Linked DNA regions of Zea mays: region 2 is linked to region 1. Evidence: chromatin contacts called from public Hi-C data. All regions are on one chromosome and are shown on one strand. The core of a region is the stretch at or near the end of the contact, and the rest is flanking DNA. Distances in the headings are between cores, read along the strand shown.

What was found. A called contact is a pair of places that touch in the nucleus more often than the background predicts.
Region 2: a contact with region 1 is called in a Hi-C map of tassel, with 3 times the contacts expected there. The contact joins the enhancer-like site here to the promoter of LOC103650993 in region 1. A contact is called at or near these places in 14 of 25 Hi-C or Micro-C datasets (bundle sheath, ear, leaf and 4 more).

The regions. Positions count from the first base shown.
Region 1 is chr3:183,350,912-183,356,543 of Zm-B73-REFERENCE-NAM-5.0, forward strand. It overlaps LOC103650993, which reads right to left and starts at 3,297. Exons shown (of 1, transcript XM_008676587.4): 1 at 2,618-3,297. The coding sequence starts at 3,230. The coding sequence ends at 2,820.
Region 2 is chr3:183,560,418-183,565,699 of Zm-B73-REFERENCE-NAM-5.0, forward strand. No RefSeq gene overlaps it. Among protein-coding and RNA genes, the nearest start is that of LOC103650997, 11 kb to the right of the region's middle. Within about 2 kb of position 1,569, at least 18 of the 20 cell types and tissues checked have an H3K27ac peak or open chromatin away from gene starts, as enhancers often do. A contact at or near this core is called in bundle sheath, ear, leaf and 2 more, where this site is marked.

The DNA of each region.
Region 1 (5,632 bases), core at 2,047-4,546:
AGAGCGGACATACTATAGTCTAGCACAAAAATAAATCTCTGCAAGGCTCATGTTAGAATAATTCAGAACATATTCCAACAAACTTCGTCTTAAGACAAATTCTATCTTATAGCAAATAAAGTATAACTAATCAAATCACTTCAATAATAAATAATCGTCGACGCCAAAGTTACTAGGACTTACATATTTGGTTGACAACTTTACAAACCAGTAGAAAATAATGCAAATATGGAAACCCTTGTGAGAAAAAAAATCATGGACACCAACTAACAACCTTCACTATATGAGGAGAGTTTACAGAATGCATGGGATAAGATAAGTTATTTGTCTTCTCGTGCGAATTATAAGATGTATATATAAGACAGACAGCAGTACAATACAAAAATAAATTCCTACAAAACTTAGTTAGAATTTGGACCATATTCCAACAAATCTGCCTTAAGATAAATTTCATCTTATAGCAAATAAAATAGGGTTCACCTCAACAATAAATAATCGCCAATACCAATAGTCATTAGGGCTTAAACTATAATACCAACTAAGCCTAAATATAGCTCTAGAAATATGCTTTGTTAATATATCAGTAGGATTATCACAAGTGCTTTATATACCTTAACATCACTTTAAGCAATGGCAGCTCGAATAAACGTTGATTTTGTCCTGAAGTCCGCCGCTTTTACCATGCAGTCCTCCTTTCCAGTTTGGTTGGCGACGCTGGGCTTGAGGAGAACGCTCCGGTGATGGCAACATGCATTCGTGGTGCCTATTGGCCTGCTAAAGTAGCTTCATCGTGGGCTGTGCGATTGTGCTGGAGTTTGTGTGGCGTGTGGGCCTAATCTTAGCCGGGCCATAAATGATCATACCTAGGGATAAAAACAGATGAGAAAAAACCCGTTTCGTCCTGTGTTTCAATTTTATCCTGATCGTTTTCGTATTTACGGGAAAAATGAGAACGAGACGAAAACATGATGGCATATTACGAGAATGGGACCAAAACAGTTCAACGCTTTTCCGTCTATATTTCTGAAATCCCGTTTTTTATCGGGATATTCCCTTTTTCATGTTTCCAGATTCTCGTTTTAGGTAGCACATAAAACAATATAAAAAGTACCGCATTAGCCATACCCACTATGCCATGCTTGATTAATCTTTGATTCTCTATTTTTATTTATTGGAGACTATAATGGCGTGAACTAGCTTTGGTGGATAATTTTTTCTGGTCTAAACTTTATTGGACTATCTTGTGCAGCCTCTAATGGATAATTCTACTGTATTTTTTGCTTGTGAACATGTCTTTGAAACTGAAGCATGCGAATTGTAATGCTTGTGATGGTCTGCATTGAAAAAACTTTTTAAGTACGTCGGCCTAAGGAAACCGAAGTTCTTAAGTACGTCGTCACCGGCGTTCTTAATTTAGTCGATGTTTTTTCAACGTTCTACATGGACATGGACAAACAACAATACTAATACAAACGGCGGTTGCGACACAACTCAGGTAAGGAGGCAAAGGTTAGCCTATTACGTCGGCGAGCGAGAGGTACTTGACACACGTTTTGCGTGTCATATATCGACCGGTGGAAACTAGTGCTTTATAGTAGTAGAAAATAGATGTTTTGTACTAAGCGGTGATTTCTGATTTACACCTCCCTAAATGTCGCGGCTAAAAGTGTTGCCTGCCCGGGCTTCAATCGAAAGGCAAACAGCTCCATGCCACGTACATCTTCGTTTTTTTTCCATTGCTTCCTTTATCTCTGTAGTCTCTTTCCGTGTGATTGGTTGATGTATGGTAGTAGCCTGGTTCGTACGTGGGGAGTCAGACTCTTGGTGATCAGGATAGGTCCGTGCATAGACTCTTGTTTGGTTGTTTGTATTAGTGCGTCCAAACTATATATAGCTAGTGTTTGGTTGCTTGTACTAATATACACAATAGAGAAGAGTACATAAATAAATATTTAAATTTTATATAACATGAGTAACCTAGTTTTGTTCATAAAAATCTTATGAACACAAATATAAAAAGTATTCGATGATTAAATGTTTTAATCAAAAGATATAATAAAAAAGAAATAAAAAATGTGCTCATTTTTTCATGCCGCTGCATGATCCCAACCAGCATGCGCTCCTACCCAGCTACCGGGCGTATGCGCTCAGCCTGTCTGAGGTCTCCTATTTGCACGCCGCCAACCTGTATGTGTTCATGCGTAAACCAAACAAACATTGCTTTATCTATCTGCGGCTGCAACTTTTCTATCCGTACACCCAACCAAACACATGGTTTCTGTTCCACACTTCCACTGTAGGTTGGACTGATTGGCTCCAATACGATGTTCAGAAGTTTGCTTCAGTTACATGTGCTTTCTTATCTCCTCTATCTACTTCGTGGAATATATGGTTTTCGTTGTTCGTCTTCGCACAAATAAGAAAGTGATGTCATAGATTTAGCTCTAGTTTATCCTGCTCACTCGGATATGAGAAGCGAACAAGAAACAAACGTTTGAGAGCACGATAGCTAGGACATGGAGTCATAAACCAGATATGCCAGCTCCTGGTTTTATATCGATGCCATAATGTGGTGGTAGAAATAAATAACTGCTAGTAACAAAGAGAATTGCTTGCAAGATAAAAACTGACAGGCAGACTTGATATTATACAGTAATGAGAGATTTCAGGGTACGCAAATATCGATCAAAGAAATAACCAGTATGTTTCTCAATCACAAGGTTTGATCAGATGCACACATAGATGAAAAGGAAGAAAGAAAGAAAGAACAAATACAAGAAAGACGCCAGCATCAGCGCGCACAGAACCTGATCGATGCACTACCGGTACTTCCTCGACGACGAGTTCATGAACCTGATGCACTCTTCCACCGCTTCGCTCTTGTGCGAGTCATCGACGGCCACCGGTGGCGCGGACTGCTGCCGCCTACTGCCATGCCTCGCCGGCGTGCAATCCGGTGAAGCAGCAGCAGTGGCAGCTGCTTTCTTGGACGTCGACGAGGACCGGAATGCCCTATCGATGCTTACCCTCGCTCGCCTGTAGAAGCGTGCGGCCGTCCACCGCGCGGTCCGCAGCAGGCGAGACCCGCAGCCGCCTCGCACTTGCCGACGAGGTCGGTCCCGGTCCGACGGCGCCCTTCGGCCGGATCTGGACGACAGAGAGATCATGGGCATGACGACGTCGATCTCAGCGGGGCTGATCCTTGTACACTCGCTCCCTTTTCTCCTCATCTCGTCGGTCGGATGCCTGATGGAACCCCCAACCAATATAGTGTGCGCGCACCACAGGAACAGCCTAGTAGGCTACGTACGACACGTTTTATACGGCAACTAGGCAAGGGCTAGTGTTTGTGCCTGTCAGTCACTCTCAGTCTCGTCTCAAAGGAAAAAAGCACTATTGCAACTAGCTAGTGATGTTCGCGCGCTTTGCGCGCGCAGTAGACATTTTAGAAATGAATTGATAAAAATAGTACAGTACATATTTGTGAGCAAGTAACTTTTATATAATTGACAAAGAAATCTTATTGGCATTTTCATTGCATATTGACTCCCTGTTCCAATCTGTTGAGAGAGGTACACTGTTCGGATATCACCAAAAACATAATTTTTAAGGAGTCAAATGATTTCGTCCAAGAAATTAATTTCTGCATTTCATCACATGGTATATTTTTAACAGAGATAAAGCCAGATTTAATAAAATATATACAATAATTAGAGCACTAAGCAGTCATTAGGTTCTGAGTATTAATTATACAAGCTAATAATATTTAGTCTTAATGACTCCTTTAGAAAGACAATCTACCCTACAGAGAAACGAGCCAGGCCATACGAACTGATTGTATTGTTGTTAGCACTACAATTTTAGGGTTATAAAAGGGGTTGCACAGAATGTAGACATTAGCTATTCTTTGAACTAATTCTATACGCTTGCACATATCATTTCATGATGAGTGCTGGATTGTAGGGTACAACCCACCTATTATCGAGTTTGTTGCCTGACTTGATAACATATCTGTTATTGTTTCTACGCCTGTAGACAACAAACCCTTGGCTATCAAATGATGTAGTTTCATAAATTCTTTTGGATAGTTTTTTGAACATCTGCCATTTTTCATGCAGGGACAACCTGGATTGAGTGGACCACATGGACCGTGTATCATATGTTCGGCAACCAAACAATATGCAAGTGGATCAGTATTTGGATCTAGAATTTCAGCAGATATAAAAGAGTCAATGAGCTCTGGGGTCGGCTGTGTTGTATCAGTTGAGACCCAAAATATAATATGGGAATGAGGAAGGCCACGTTTTTGAAATTTTGTAGTGTAAAGCACTGCATTAGGTAGAACAAATTGTACAAAGTAGTGAGTAAGTAGTTTTAAGCATAATCGCAGACTAATTGAATGCATTTAGTTACCTAATGTTTGGTTTTGTTTATCTAGTGAAAGAGAATATATAAATATGTAATTGAATACGTTTTTTTGTGTAGATAGTAAATGATCAAGTTTTTGTACCTGCGTTGCATGGGCCAAAAATAGATTTAGATCTAATATCATGAAGCATATCCTGAAGTTTCATGTGGTAAACTCGTACGATCACATCAGATCTATCTGGAGGATTTTGCCCAGGCTCGAATAAGCTCTCTTGAATTTCATGCCAATTTGCATTGCAGGTGAAAGTGATAAAAAATCCGGTGGTCCATGAACACGACAGATCGCAATACTATCATGATAGTTTTGTATCATATAACGTCTGCCGCCAATATGTGATGCAGGTAAAATAATTGTTTTACCCATCTCATTGCCACTTCTGCATCCACGACTAATAGCATCTGTTATACCTTGAATTGTGTCCATGCGTAATTTTTTTTTGATTTTGTAATATGTAATCTATCCTGTCTCATCAATACAAGCTTGAGCATCAACTTTTGCTTGACTGGATAGTAGTCCGTAACATAAATATGGATTCGGTTGATTTTTTCTGTAATGAAATTGGTGGCAATAATACTCTTGCATGGTCATGTGAATCCTTGTATTTTTTTCTGATGGATTAACACCGTTGTAGATAATTCCAATCTGAAATCCACACTCTCCAAAAGGAAAAAGAAGCGGATATTGTAAAGCCATGAAAGCTGGGTGTAAAGCAGATATTCGTTTAAGTTCTCTGCTCTGTGTTTCAATAATTATGTCACGCTTAAATGTGTCAAGAGAGAAGTCACCAACAACTAACATTGCGAGTTCTTCCACCGATGGTAAATTATACTGTACAGAATCACCTTCTTTGGCTCCAATTAGTCTGATGATGAGTTCTTCGTTTTTATTATTAGCTAGACGTTCTCTTGCCATTCTGAATTTTTTAACTAATGGATTGTGAAGATCAAGCATTTTTATTAGATCATTCACTATAGTCGGATCTAAATCCATATGTGATTCTTCACTGCCTTTGATACATTGTATTCTGTTTTGCACCTCATTTGCAGTATCATAGATATATAGCTGTATAAACTTCGGAGGAGAACCATCTGGAGGTAACAGAGACCCAATACGATGATGAACTTGACCACATATTTTGAATAGCGGCGGGCCACACCCATCATTTACTGATTTATCAATTTGAGCACCCATTGATGTGAAAGC
Region 2 (5,282 bases), core at 319-2,818, 210 kb after region 1:
TCTAGATCATTGAACATGTTAAGTGGTACACCGCACACCACGACAGTGTATGGTTCATAAACCGACCTACGATGTGCCATCTTTATCGGTTAACAAGTTCATGGACCTAAAAATACATATTTAAAGCTTATGGACTTAATTGACATCTTTTAACAAGTTTAGAAACCACTGGTGCATTTAATACCTTTTTTGGGAGAGCTGAAATCACTTTCGATATATTTGATCTGTCTACCGGTATTTGTTGTCTGGCCTGGTTGGGCAAGGGTGGCCTTAGCTAGAGAGCCAATTTAGCTTGTTTGAGACTGACTCCAACAGAGGCCATGCAAATCGAGCAGCCATTCAAGCCTTTGGCTAGTGTCTCTGGTTTGCCTGTCCAGGCATATGACACACGGTTTCAACGACACACAAAAAAGCAGCGGTAGTATAGTCCAACAAATAAAGCAGATGATAGGGTCATGTTCTTAGACACAGAAAAAGGAAATGGCTGCAAGCCACAATATAAGCTATTATGGCTTCTTTCTCTTTCCATTCTTTTTGCCTGGCTCGTTTGGCTGCCCTGTTGGAAGGTGTTTTGTACGGCTACGGTAGCTCGTGAGCAACTATTTTAGCTTTGTCTGTCCATTTAGCTGCTCTATTGGAATCAGTCTGAGTTAATCAAAAAATGTTGGAAAACATAAAGCCGTGACCCGCGAGGCAAGATGGTTGCACATTGAAATGTTTTAGTTTGTTCGATGCTAGTTTCTTGCCTAGCTAGCTGCATGCTATGCAACTGCAGTACCAAGATGCTCGGGCAAAGCAAAGGTCGTGGCCGCAGCAGGAGTCTGTGGTAGACAAAAGCCGCGGTGGAACCAAACGCAACCTTTTAATAAAGCATTTTCTGGACGAGCGCTTGCTACGGTAGGAATTGATGGCCTGTAGCCTGTAGAGGCACAGCAAGATCAGAGCAGGCGTATGGGCATCATCTGGCCGGCGCGCGGCGCGCGGCGTCGTGGAATTCGTGGGCAGCACCGGAACCGTCCAAGCGCCGGCCCACTTGCGAAATTATTGAGCCGACGTGACAGCGCTTTTCGCCGCGCGAACGAATCGGCGGTCAACCTCTAACGGTCTCCGTCGCTCGATCGCCCGTCTCTGACGGCGCGCTTGGCTTCTTTGCGGGCGAGGCCGGGTCAAACCCGACGCGCGTGTGGTGCAGCGAGCGGCGACGTATCAGCACTCCAGTCGACTAGCGCAGTATTGGCGACCGTGTGCAGGTGCAGCCGCGCGACGTACGTCGCGCCTGGGGACGACAGGTTCACTGAACGTTTCCTTCACCCGTAGCTCTAGCAGTAGCAGCAAAGGGTGGTGCTGGTTGCTGAGGGAAAGGTGAAGACCGAAATGGGGGATAAGATCTGCCAGAATCGGACACGCCAAGACGACGTCGGTTTCTTCCTTTCTTGGCATGAGCCATGAAAAGGTCACGTGCGTCATCATTGTGGGTGAGAAATGGCAGCAGAAGGGTGGTGCCGTGCTTATCAGGAGCTCGCCGGCCGGCGGCCGCCGTGTCGTCGTCAAACCATAAACAGGTCGGCCCATATGGATGCATGCATGATAAATATTTTTCTTTTATCCGCGATGGCCGCGCCACGCCAGGCTCTATGACGACTGATGGATGCATGCGAGCCACGGCAGCATGTTGCAAGTGAACTGGGCCGGCTATTAAATATCAAGCATGGGCCTGCATCAGTTATCCTTAAGAAAATGGAGAGAAAAAAAACAAATTGAATAGCCAGCCAGGAACCGGGTCTTTTAGCAGCCTGTGAATGTAGAAGCCGGAATCGATTTATAATAATGCATATTAATAAATATGCTGTGCTTGCACTCATATCTCTACATGAAACAAATTTAATTATGCATATTAATAAATATTTTCCCAATAGATTCCTATTTTTCAATAAAAAAATGAAGTAATTTTCCTTGCGAAAATGAAAATCCCTTGTGAAAATGATGTTATCAAACTAGGCTTAAATGTGTTGTATAGTTAGCTTGTTTTGTGGCATGTGATCGGTAGGCATCAGAATTCGGAATGATTACAAATCTTCACAACATATGGGGCGGGGAAGCGCTCGCGTCCTGCGAGACACGACAAGAAACAAAACTGACTGTCAATTGCTCCACCATGGAACAAAAAAAATGGAAATAGTTGATTTTATGTCATTGATTCGCTTGTACAAACCAAGCAATACCCAACTTTTTTGGGAGCAGAGGATTAGAAGGGATCGAGGAGCTAAAATTCCTTTCTATTCAATTTTGAATACTAAACCTTTTTGGCTTGTTTGTGAGACAAGAATGAAGAGGCTAAAATCCCCTTGCTATTCGAAATTGAAAAGCAAGTGGATTTTAGCCTCTCCAATCCCTTTATTTCTCTTGCTTCAAACATGCCCTCAATCCACTATAATTCCCTTGCTCCCAAACAAGTCATAGAACAGTGTCCAGTAATTCACCTATATGGTTACCCGAACAGAATGAAGTTTAAATATGGATATAGGAAAATGGGTAAACTACTGAAGATAGCCTAAGGCTATTCTTAATAGTAGTTTCATACATATTTAATAGTGTGCATACTATTTTTTTATAACATGGCAAAGCATTTAAGAGGATTAAGTTTTATGAGATAAACTAGTTCTATGGCGATGGAACCATGTTAACTTGTTTTCAAGGACTTGAAAACCGTATGAAACCTCTAATGAGAATGATTTGTTTCATGTTCACATATTTTACTCACATTCATTGGTCATTAAGTTGTAGCATTTAAATGGTATGTTAGCATGAGATAGTGAAATGAAATTTTGCATTGAGATGTATTGTTTCATTCTTAGTTTCGTGACACTTTTGATGATTTGGCAATATTGGAAAGAGTGCTTCGAAATTTTCATTGAGAATAGCCTAATGCCCCATTTGGATCCTTGACATTGAATTTCATTCTAATAATCGTAATTTAGGCATAGACCAATTAAGTTAATACAAGTTTATACCAAAATATATCTGTATACTATTATTAGCCATATGAGTAAAATATTTATATGCTACATTTTTATTATAGGGGAGCGAGCCAAAAACATGTTATAAGTTGAAGAGTAAAAACATAGACCAATGATACATTAAATCAATTTCCACCATCTCATCCTGTGGATTTTGAGATAGACTTATATCCATACTTTAGAAAGTGGTGGTAGTTAAATTTCAAACTAAACAACCTATTCTATTAAGTATATTCTAATTTATTTAAAATGAATGGATCTAAACGGCTCCTGAGGGTTGATTTGATGACAAGGGGATCACGGGGAGATTGGAGGGGATTGAGGGAGAAATGTTCTCCCCTCCAATCCCCATGATCCTTGGCCGTGATCCTTGGGCACCAAATCAGCCATAGATGCACTCGAACAGTTAGAAATCAGAATTCGTGACACTTTTGTTGTGTAACGCATATAAATGGAGCTAATACAACTTACCTCCTCAAGCACCATGCCCATTTAACCGTTTCTCGGTTCTGCTAATCTACCTGGATGTTGCCACGCCTGCCAATTTTTCTGTTTCCAGGTTCTGCTAATTTGTCTGGATGTTGTACTCTTTGTACCTGGAGAATAAAAAGAATTTCAACACGGAAGCTTCAAAAATAGCATAACAAAAACTAAGGCTTCGTTCACACATACATTTAAGATCATAGCTTCAGGATAGATCATACTACATAGGTATAAAGAACATGCAAAATGCGTAGCTGAGACCAATAAACAGCCTTCTTGTACTGTCTGCAATTTTGTGATGCTATGATGCTTCCTTTATTCTTTCCTTTTGCATAAAGTTGTTATAATGTTAAGAAAGGATTTTTGCTTGCAGGCATAACACTGAACTAAGGGGAGAAAACAAGTTCATGTTCATTTAACAAAGAGATTATCTACAAATAAAATATGCCACAAGCCACAATAGGATTGTCATGTCCTGTAACCTTATCTTGGTTTAAACTGACGAGTCAATGACTAAGAAAAAAATTTAATCAAACTATCAAAAAAAGGTAAGTTCCTATGGTTCCAAAAGAGCCTTGCCACTGACATAAACAAGGTTACAAAAGAGTAACATTATCAGTTTTTTTATAATGGTAGTCCATTTGCGTGCATAGTAATAAGCCTATCAATCAACAAAACTAGATTATGTGTTCAATCATCACATCAACAACAATAATCATGGTTTTTGAGGCGTTGTGGCATACTGTGGGTCTGTGGAACTCGGGTATGCCTGGATGCCTAAGGCCACGTTTGGCATGCAGGGAACATGGCACCCCGTCAGCCAGCACCGGTGGGGGCAAAACCTGCAACGCCTATCCCATGTGGGGTGCTGCCCCGCGGGCACAGGGCAACGGTGTCTGTTTGGATCAGATAGCGCGTGTTTTTTATTTGCCCTGTATTCTGCGTAGATATTCTACGATGAATGCGACAGAAGCAAGGACAAGAGAGGCGTAGGGCACACAAAACCGATGGTCGAAGGAGTGGAGCCTTATCCCTGTCTAAACCGGTGGTGCACGGGGTCAGCAAAACTGTACATGACCCTTCCAAACGCACAGATGAAGAGGACATGTTTTTATTGTCCGTTGGCCACTCGTCCTGGCGAAACCGGTCGTTTCAGTGTTTCCAAATGAAGCCTAAGTGATATGGTTTAACTAAAACCTTGTGGCATCTTGTAGTGCCTGTGTTATGCATCAATGCCTAGGCAAAACCTAAAAAAATAAACAATAACACATATCACGTGAGAGGTTCACATCAATCCTTTCTAGAATATCTACACATGTAGCATGAGAAATATACACCCATACATAGAATGTACAATTGAAGTTTAGTTCCCTTGAAATCCTTTGGCCAGACTCGCTAGTGGTAAGGAATACTTGTTTGGGTTCTTGTCCAAAAGCATGTACATCACTCGTCATCACTCGTCATCACTTGTTTGGGTTCGTGTCGTCGTCAAAACCATAAACAGGTCGGCCCACATGGATGAATGATAAATATTTTTCTTTTATCCGCCATGGCCGCGCCACGCCAGGCTCTTATGACGATTGATGGATGCATGCGAGCCACGGCAGCATGTTGCAAGTGAACTGGGCCGGCTATTAAATATCAAGCATGGGCCTGCATCAGTTATCCTTAAGAAAAAGGAGAGAAAAAAACAAATTGAATAGCCAGCCAGGAACCGGGTCTTTTAGCAGCCTGTAGATGTAGAAGCCGGAATCGATTTATAATAATGCATATTAATAGATA